Linked DNA regions of Mus musculus: region 1 is linked to region 2. The links are chromatin contacts, called in public Hi-C maps. All regions are on one chromosome and are shown on one strand. The core of a region is the stretch at or near the end of the contact, and the rest is flanking DNA. Distances in the headings are between cores, read along the strand shown.

Region 1 (4,866 bases), core at 20-2,519, 230 kb before region 2:
CTTGATGATCCCTCATGGGTGTGTGTGTCCTTCTGTGTCCCAGGCAAGGAACACAGCAAGCTCTGTACTCAGGGGGAAAAGATCTCTTTTGAGCTTGGACATATACCTCCATTCAGAGGTTGCTTAGAAATGGATGTACCCCTCTTTGCTAGCAGACATGGTCGCCAGGTGTTTCCATTTTCCTTCATTACACAGTAAAAGAGTAAAAGGTACAGAAGTATTTACTTGTTCGTGGCAACATCGTTTATCTTACAGAACCTCAACAGCAGTCGGCTAGCAGGATATTTAGATGAAACAGAAGATGGGAAATCTGAAAAGACATTCGCAGTTGGACACAGTTTTGTTAGTTTGCTCCTGAGGAATGTTTGCAACCTTTTCAGTTTCTCAACTTGGTTAAAAGCATCCAGAGGGTTCTGAGGCCAGGGCTGTTCACTGCATCCCTAGCACATGGGATGTGGTGCTGCAGGCACAGTGATCATGCACGGAGAGAAAGGAAAGTTAAAATGAACACATTGCCTTAGAAAATGGACTCTGCTTTTCTGCAGGTCTCCTAGTGGGCTGAAATGCTAGAGGTGGCTTTTCCTCTTTAGAAGGCTGAGAAAGGTTCATTTTGTGTAACTGTTGCCAAAAACCCAGCATGCCAGGGGGCTCTCTCTCAGTTCCACGAGCTGAGCTCAGCCTCACAGAGATGGAGGGACAGCTCTGCCTGCTGCATCCTCTATTTTTGTTTCACTAACTACATTCTATAAAGACACATCATAATGGCAACATAACAGCAGCTTTATGCTCCAACATAATGATTAAAGAATATCAATAATGCAGGCCCCAAGCAGAGCACAGACAGGACCATTTCCTTCTCAGTCTGGAGGAAGCTGAAAGGAGCCATCGATGAAGCCTACGGTCCATCAGCCTCGAAATCAATAGAATGAGCCACTGCACACACAGCACAACCCATTCAAACCATCCTGGCCTTTTTGCCATCTCCAGGAGTAGGGAATCCATCTTCCCAAATAGACTTTGATTTTAGAGCATTTTTTAGGGTACCAGACAACAAAAAACCCTGTTTGCTCTACTGCTTGCAATAGTGGAACAGTCATGAAGAGGTTAGGCATTTGAAGTTTATTTTCTTGGTATGGAGCAAACCACAGAATAGATAAAACCGGTTTATGGCCTACATCTGGTTGGATCATAAAACATAAGGCGGTACAGTCAAGAATGTGCAGCTGTGAGTACTGTAAACCCTGACTCAGGGTAGCAACCTCGATAAGCACAGGGCTCGGGGCGAGGCAGCTCCCTCTTGCCTCCTTGGGTATTTACGACGTGCAGACATTGGAACAAGGGGGCTTACTAATTAATCATGCTTGTTGTTGTTATCGTTCTTTGTTTGGATTGTTTTATTTCATTCTAGATAGAGCTATCGTGCTCCCATAAAACGTCCATACTTTATTTTATATGGATGTCAGGATTCTCTTTCTTTTTAGATTTACTTTTATTTTCAATTACTCGCGCGCGCGTGCGTGCGTGTGTGTGTGTGTGTGTGTGTGTGTGTGTGTGTGTGTGTGTGTGTGTGTGTGCGTGTATGGGTATGTGCACATCAATGCAAGTTTCCAAAACATTGGCTCTCCCCAGATCCAGATCTGGAGTTATAGGTAGTTGTGAGGCATGCATTGTGGGATACTGAGAATTGAACTTGGGTTCTCTGCAAGAGCAGTACAGGCTCTTAGCCATGACTCCGGCCCCGTATACCAGGATGCTTCATAGCTGCTTTCTAGAGAAATGTGATGGTTATTCTAAGGCCTGGGGAAAGTTTAACGTGAATATTTTCATACCTGCAAGAGGGTTATTGTGTCAGTGAGTGCAGAACAGGACACTTGAGGTGTTGTGAAGAAGCTGAGGTGATAAAGAGGCTTCAGCAATTCAGTAGAAAGATCACATCTTCACTTCTGGAAAGTTATTCCCTACAGCACCAACAACAAATTGCTGCTCATCTATTTATCAGAAAAGCTGGGAGCACCAAACTAGTTTGTGAGGTTCCCACACGGCGTCTTCAGAGCTCACCACTGCCATGCTACTGACCTTTGTTTCCTTTATTGAGACAGGGTCTTACATAGCCCAGGCTGGCCTTGAACTCATTACATAGTTTAGCTTGTCCTTGAACTCTTCATCCTCTTGCATTCATCTCTCACATGCTGGGATTGCAGTGTGTACCACTGCACACAGCTTACCCTAGCCTGCATTTTTAAGAACTATCTTTCACTTGTAGTAGATGGTGGAAGTGGGGGTGTTGGAGGGTCTAAAGTAACCATGGCCTGTGATTCATGGAATGAAACACCTGGTCTGGTGGCCACCATCCTGCTTCCTGGAAGTGTGGGGTGTGGTAGGTACAGACATTAGCCATCCAGGGACCCTCTTGAACCCCTCTATTCCACCAAGGTGAGAGGAGACCATTGTGCTGTATTAAGGCACAGATGGGTATGATCTGGGGGTGTACTGGTGATAGAGGAAAGGGACATGTGGAACAGCATGGGATGGAAAGAGAGCAACCGATGCAGTAGGTATGAATATTATATGTAAACACAGTGACATTGAGCCCGTTGGAGAATGAAGACAAGGCAGTGTGGGGTGTGGTGGGGGGAGATGAGATAAAGGCAATTACCAGCAGGAATGCTATCGGTTGGAAGATGGTCCGGGAAGGCTGGCCACTTGAGCAATGATTTTTATGAGAGCAAAGGACAGAGCTATGCAGACACCTCTGTGAGAACAGCCTAGCTGGATGCACAATGGATGTAAAACCCTCCAAGTGAATGTGTGCCTGGCTACTTGGGGACAGGAAGAAAGACGATGGGGAGTGGGGATGTAGTAGCTACCTGTTCAAAGCAAACCAGGTTGGTGTATGTGAAGAGTGAAGGACCTCACAGGCATTGTAGGCACTGAGAATTTGTTCTTACTGCCATGAAAGGCCATTGATGAATTTTGCCTGAGCGATGGGAACCCACTTAGATTCTGAAGATGTCCGTAGGGCTGTTGAGTTACAGAGGCTCAAGGGTTAAAACAAGGCAAGTTATCTGGCTGTTAAGGCAGGAGTCTGCGGGAAAGGGGAGGATGGCTGGGGCCAGGGTAAGGGTAAGGTTCTGGTAGCTGGGGAAACTTTGGGATCTTGATGTACTTTGAAGATAGAACAATAAGACTTTCTGCTTAACTGGGTGAGAGAGAGAGAGAGAGAGAGAGAGAGAGAGAGAGAGAGAGCTCAAAGTGACCTGTTGACTTCTAGTCTTCCCTGGAGGGAAGAGATGGATATTGTGACCAGTGATTAGGGTTTGCGTAGTAGTTTCCAGGTCTTGACATCTTATTCAAGAATGCCTAACTGACTCTAACTAGGCCAGAAATGCCAACCTTAGAACAAACCCCCGGGGAGACAGTAGAACACAGAGGGAGAAGTTGGATGTGGATCAGTGGTGGAGTGCTTATCTTGTATGCATGAGACCCTGGATTCAGACACAGAATTGGAAAACAAACAAACAAGGAAACCAAAACACCAAAAAACCAAAACCAAAATAAAACCAACACCACAAAATTCTTTGAAGGCAGGGAAGGTAAACTCACTCAATAAGCTATTTGCTATGCAAACATGAAGACTTGAATTTGCTTTTCAGGATCCACAATTAAAAAGTCAGGTGTGTGTTGTTCACTTGTAATCGAAGTATTGAAGAGTGTCCTTAGGTAGATACCTGGCCCAATGGCTAGGTAAACAGAGTATGTGGTAAGCTTCAGGACAGTGAGAGATCCTGTCTTACAAAGCAGAGTTGTAGACAACCAAGGTTGTTCTCTGACCTTTGCACACTTGTGCAAATAACATGTGCACATAACCTATATATACCTTAGCATGAACACACAACACTACATACAGTTGATAAATAGTTTAATAGTCATCTAGGATCTTTACCGAAATATTTTTCTTTAAGTGCATTTCACAGTTGAAATATTAGTAGTTTTTATAGATCATTTAAAAGGGGTCCTCATATAACAAGTGTGCAAGAGCTATTAGTGGACATGGTGCCCTTGGTTCTAAGTTGGTTCAGGGACTCTTCTGTGGGTGAACATATTAGCAGCACTCTATGAGCCTTCAGAGGAAGCAAACTACCCAGTTGGACTTCTTTGCCAAATTCCACCCAACTCATCCACATCCTTGCTAGTTAGAAAAAAAAAATCTGAGTGATTTGTCTGAGGCAAACCAAAATGTTTTTCAGTTGTTTTGGTAGAAGTGTAAAGGACAAGAGAGGGTCTTTGTTTAGACCTGTTTGGACTCCTTATCTCAAATCTGTGTGGGTTTATCGGGGCAAGGCCACACCTTGGTGTTGTGGAGCAGTGTGAGGCAGTTGGGATGGAGAGTGGAATGGAGATCCCACCTGAGGGGGAAAGAGAGGAGCAGGGCTGTTCCTGAAGAGTGTGAAGAATGTTTAAAAACATCAGAAGAAAGATAAAGCTTACATTCCTAGATAGAAAAGGGATAACATTCCTGACATCTAAAATGACTGGGAATTGCCAGAAGGCAGAGCAGGCCTCCAGAACAGCAGGTACTCATGGCCAATAGCAACTTTTGTCAAAATGCCAGGCTTGCCTTCCAAGGCTAGTGTCTCTACCACTGTGGAGAACTCAGCACACACTGGGTGGTAACTGTCAGGGACTGTCATCAAATAGCACAGTAATTCTACAGAAAGAAATGGAGGGAGTGGTGTCCCTTTGGGCACAATGAGGTCAAAGTCCCAGATTCTGTTCCTGGGGGAAGAAAATCTCCCAAATAAAGCCTCCCACACGCTCGGCACAGAGAGCCGCTGGGTCTGTCCTCGCCTGGCCAGTGTCCACAGC
Region 2 (4,430 bases), core at 237-2,736:
GACCAATGCCAGCATGGTTTCTTTGTCAAGCAGCAGCGCCTTTCCTCCTGGACCAGGCCAGCGTCCATTCACAAGCACTTCCTTTCCCTTGGTTCTTCTCTTGTGGAATCCTGCTTTTTTTTTTCCCTCCACATTATTTTTTATTAGATATTTTCTTCATTTACATTTCAAATGCTATCCCAAAAGTCCCCTATACCACTTCCCCCGTCCTGCTCCCCTACCCACCCACTCCCACTTCTTGGCCCTGGTGTTCCCCTGTACTGGAGCATATAAAGTTTGCAAGACCAAGGGGCCTCTCTTCCCAGTGATGGCCGACTAGGCCATCTTCTGCTACATATGCAGCTAGAGACACGAGCTCTGGGGGTACTGGTTAGTTCATATTGTTGTTCTACCTATAGGGTTGCAGATCCCTTCAGCTCCTTGGGTGCTTTCTCTAGCTCCTCCATTGTGGGCTCTGTGTTCCATCCAATAGATGACTGTGAGCATTTGTGGGGTCCTTCTTAGAGCCACATGTGGATACATGGTTGCTACACAGAATTCTATCCAGAGTCTGTCCATAGGCTTTGCATTTGGCATTGTAGGGTGTATTTAAAGTGGTTTTTTGAGGTTTATTTTTTCCACTACCAACTCACGCTTACTTAAAAAAAATAGCTATAAAGAAAGAAGAGAGTAGAGCCGGTGGGTGAAAAGGTGCTTGCTGCCACAACTGGCAGCCCAAGTTCTATTCCCAGAACCCGCACGATGAAAAGAAAGGCTCCTGCAAGGTGTCCTCTGACCTCCACTCATGCGGTTTGATACATGTGCTCACACACATACACACATTTAGATATGGAGAAAGGGATGGAAATGGCCCATAGTTTGGGCACCTGTTATACTAACAGTACAGTTCTTTATTTTCTGATTTGCATAAACTACTATGCCACATAACAAGCTGCCCCCTCTACATTTCTTTAACTCAGTACACATCTTTTCATGCCATTAAAAGCTTATTTATATCCTTATAACACAAACATAGCACTAGAATCATTTTGAGACCCTACGATGTTGTTACTATGTGTCACAATTTGCAATGCTTCATGTGAGTGCCTTTTATCTCTTGTTTTGTGTTCCCCTTTACTGGGCCCTTCAGCTCAACACAAGTTAACATGCTTTCCTTATCCCAGTCTCCTCCCTGAGTCCCGAGGTCAGCGTCTGACACATAATGGAGTTTCAACATTTCCTGTTGAGTGAATGAGTGAACGAGCAGATGAATGACTGACTCCATCAATCAAAGCCATCCCCCCTCCTCCTTTTTCTGAGCATACAGACCCTCCTGGGCCCTTGGAACAGCCATACATTTCTCTGTGGTTGGCTGTCCATCTGGAAGCTGCATGTAATAAATGCCACATCACAGGAAGTTTAAAAGGATGAAAGAGATAGTATTTATAAAATACTTAACTTCTCTAGAAGGACAATCCCAGCCAAGTCCAATGAGTGTACTGTTATCACAGACTCTGCTCAGCCCCATTAATCACACGCGTTTCTCTGGCTTGCATTTTCTCTGAACAGCTGTGTGTCTAACAGTTGTTCCCTGGAAGCATTTCCTGGAAGCTGAGTTGGAGCACTAGCCTCTGTGAGTGAGTGTCACACTTTTTCAGAATAGCAGGGTGTTTTACACTAATTAAAAAGGTGATTCCCCGCCCCCAATCTGCTCAGGTCGGGTTGGAAGTTATTACCTTAATTTTGCCACCAGGAAACTGACACAGAGAGACACCTACTCACACAGCATTAGATGGAAGATAATAGAGGGAGAACTTGAATTTGAATCTTCTGATTTTCTATCTACTCAGTGAATTTACCTTATTAGACTTTTTAAGTCTGTAGAAAAATAAACAAAATTCTTATAAAATAATATTGAGTTTTAAGAATAAACCATTGGCTTCAGGGTATCCAGGTCAGAATGCTCATTAGTGAAATTTCTTAATTACAATGTATTTAACAGAGAGCCTTCATATGGAAGGTTGTGGTTCCCACCCTGTAGGCTTTTAAACCTAAAGCATAATATCAAAACATGCAGGATGCTTGGGTCTGGTATGGCAGACTCACAGGGCACAGCCCAGATAGATGCTAATGTTAGAGCACTCTTGTTACACTGGAAACATGCTTGCTGTAGTTTTCAGCAGTAAACAGATTGCCTATGAAAACCAGACCAGGATGGAGATTGGCTGATTTCTCTCTCTGTTTATTCTAGTATTTGCTGGGCAGTAGGCTTCTGAGAGGAACAAGGAAAGTGAGACACTGTTTCTTGCAGAAGTGCATTTCTTTGGGAAGGATCTGAAACAAATGGCTGGAAACACTGTAAGATCCTTTAAGACTGTATCCATCGGGAGGTAGAACATGCAGGCTTGGAGGAACAGAGGGCAGTTATAGGTGGAAACAATGGAGGATCAGGAGGGGGGTGACAGTGGGTGGCAGGGGCATGGCTCTTTGAGGAGACACCTTTGAGCAGAGACCTGAGTCTAAGAGAGGAAAGTGCCAATGGCCATCACACAGACACCAGGCCCCTCCCCCTGCCTGATATGTTATTATTAGCATTTCCCTTATTCTTAAGATGCACATATACTCATGTAGTTTGGAGTACATATGTGAGTATAGTTTTTGTTTTGTTTTGTTTTGTTTTTTGTTTTTTTTTTTGTTTTGTAGAGGACAAAGTAAAACATTGAATGTCTTTCCTCAGGTTCCAGTCAGCTATGTTTTGTTTTGTTTTGAGGCAGTGTCTTTCACTAGCCAGGAACTCCCTGAGTAGGCTAGACTGTCTGTCCAGCAAGCCCCAGGCATTCACCTGGGCCTCCTTCTACTTCCCCAACACCACTACTTCCCCTTTGTCCCTTTCGCTGTTCTTTCAACAAGTCCACTGTTGCTTCTGCTGCAGCTTATTAGGTCACTCAACCTGGAAGGAGCCTGCTGCTAGGCACTCCCTTGACCAGGGGAGGGCCCAGGGAGTAACTCCTGAGGTTGTGGTGCCAGCCCACGAGTCCGACAGGTAGAGGATGCCTGGACGTACTGTCCTAAGAACACATACTCCTGCAGATTCTAGAACTCTCTTGGGAGCTGTAGGAGAGGCTGAGAGGACTGGTAACATGGCATTGTTGAAATCACCGTCCTGGCAGCAGTGGCCCTCCTCCTTATCTTGTTTTAATTGCCTTGCTTGTATTTGGCACCAAATGAAGGAAGGGATATAGAAGCAGGGCCTTACCAAAACAATGATCCCTTCCTGAGTCGTCACTGCCTTCTGGAACATACTTTTGGCATCACTTGGGGACATTTCAATCCTGGAAGGCAGATAGATAAATCACGTTTAATGCCGTCAGGATGCAGCCTTCTCTTTCTGGGTCTCCGACCCCTAAAAGAACACAGGAATTAAATGAGTTGCTTCTCTCGATTCCTAACAGCAGCTGCTGAGCCACGACGCCAGCCAATTCTTCTGCGAGGCTGTTTCCAATTTCTGTACCTCTCTTTGCCATTCTGGCTCTGTTTGGAAAGTAAAGAAGGTTTCTAAATATTTTGAACCCCGGGGTCCTCTGTGGCTTTCTTATGTCTTCTCCCCTTTCACCAAAACATAAAGCAAACACAATTATTTGCTTGGGTAACTCATTCTTTTCTATTCGCGTGGTGGGATGGAACGTAACCCAACAAATCCGTCTTCTCCTGCGTCTGTCACCATCTTCCTGATGTAAGAGGTGTAGAGCCACCACAAGGAGCATTTGTCTCAGAGGAGGCAGCACAGATGGGTTATCTCAAAGAGGAAGCATGTGAGAAAAGGCGCCGGCCCAGAGCTCCAGAGAGGCAAGGTGCAATTAGGAACTTGCTCATTCCCTTTCTACTTCCCTAATAGGGCATCACTGGTAAATGGTAATTAAGACACAGCTCTGAGGCACGACAGTGGGACTCTCACAAATGGACCAACTCGTTTTGTCAAAATCATATCCAAAGCCTCTTTGATCCCACCTGTGAGCCACACCTGTTTCTCTCTTGGGCTCAGTAGCCTGTCTAGGCTGTGCAAATTCTCTTGCCTTCCTCCATTGTACCCAGGCGCACATACACCTGTTGCCCTAGACCAAGTTCACTGGCTTTGATCTCCAGGCACTGTAGGAGCCCTCAGCTGTGACAGGATTTTGGTTAGGCTTCACTGCCCTGGAATGCAGGTCTCAAGGGCTCTGCCCCTGCAGATCTGATAATGAACGTTCCAGGAGGGGAGCCTGGTATGTTGGGATGTTCCAAAGACATTTTTCATACCTTTATTGTTCTGGGAAACTGGCCATTGATAATGAATACTGAAGAGATATAGAGGTTAGAGAGCTTTCCAAAAAGAAGTCCAGACTCCCTCTCACATCCACGTTCTTCCCTTGCTAGCTGTGTATGTTTTCTCCTTGCAGTGGCCAACACTGTGT

Evidence for each region. Hi-C and Micro-C count contacts between places; a contact is called where the count stands out from the background.
Region 1: a Hi-C map of uterus shows a contact between it and region 2, with 2.7 times the contacts expected there. The contact joins two enhancer-like sites. A contact is called at or near these places in 1 of 15 datasets of contacts at CTCF or cohesin (the NIH/3T3 cell line) and 6 of 484 Hi-C or Micro-C datasets (the HPC-7 cell line, nephron progenitors and uterus).

The regions. Positions count from the first base shown.
Region 1 is chr8:8,552,729-8,557,594 of GRCm38.p6, reverse strand. No RefSeq gene overlaps it. Among named protein-coding and RNA genes, the nearest start is that of Gm31463, 21 kb to the left of the region's middle. Within about 2 kb of position 1,269, at least 30 of the 459 cell types and tissues checked have an H3K27ac peak or open chromatin away from gene starts, as enhancers often do. A contact at or near this core is called in uterus, where this site is marked.
Region 2 is chr8:8,325,302-8,329,731 of GRCm38.p6, reverse strand. No RefSeq gene overlaps it. Among named protein-coding and RNA genes, the nearest start is that of Gm31135, 160 kb to the left of the region's middle. Within about 2 kb of position 1,486, at least 24 of the 459 cell types and tissues checked have an H3K27ac peak or open chromatin away from gene starts, as enhancers often do. A contact at or near this core is called in uterus, where this site is marked.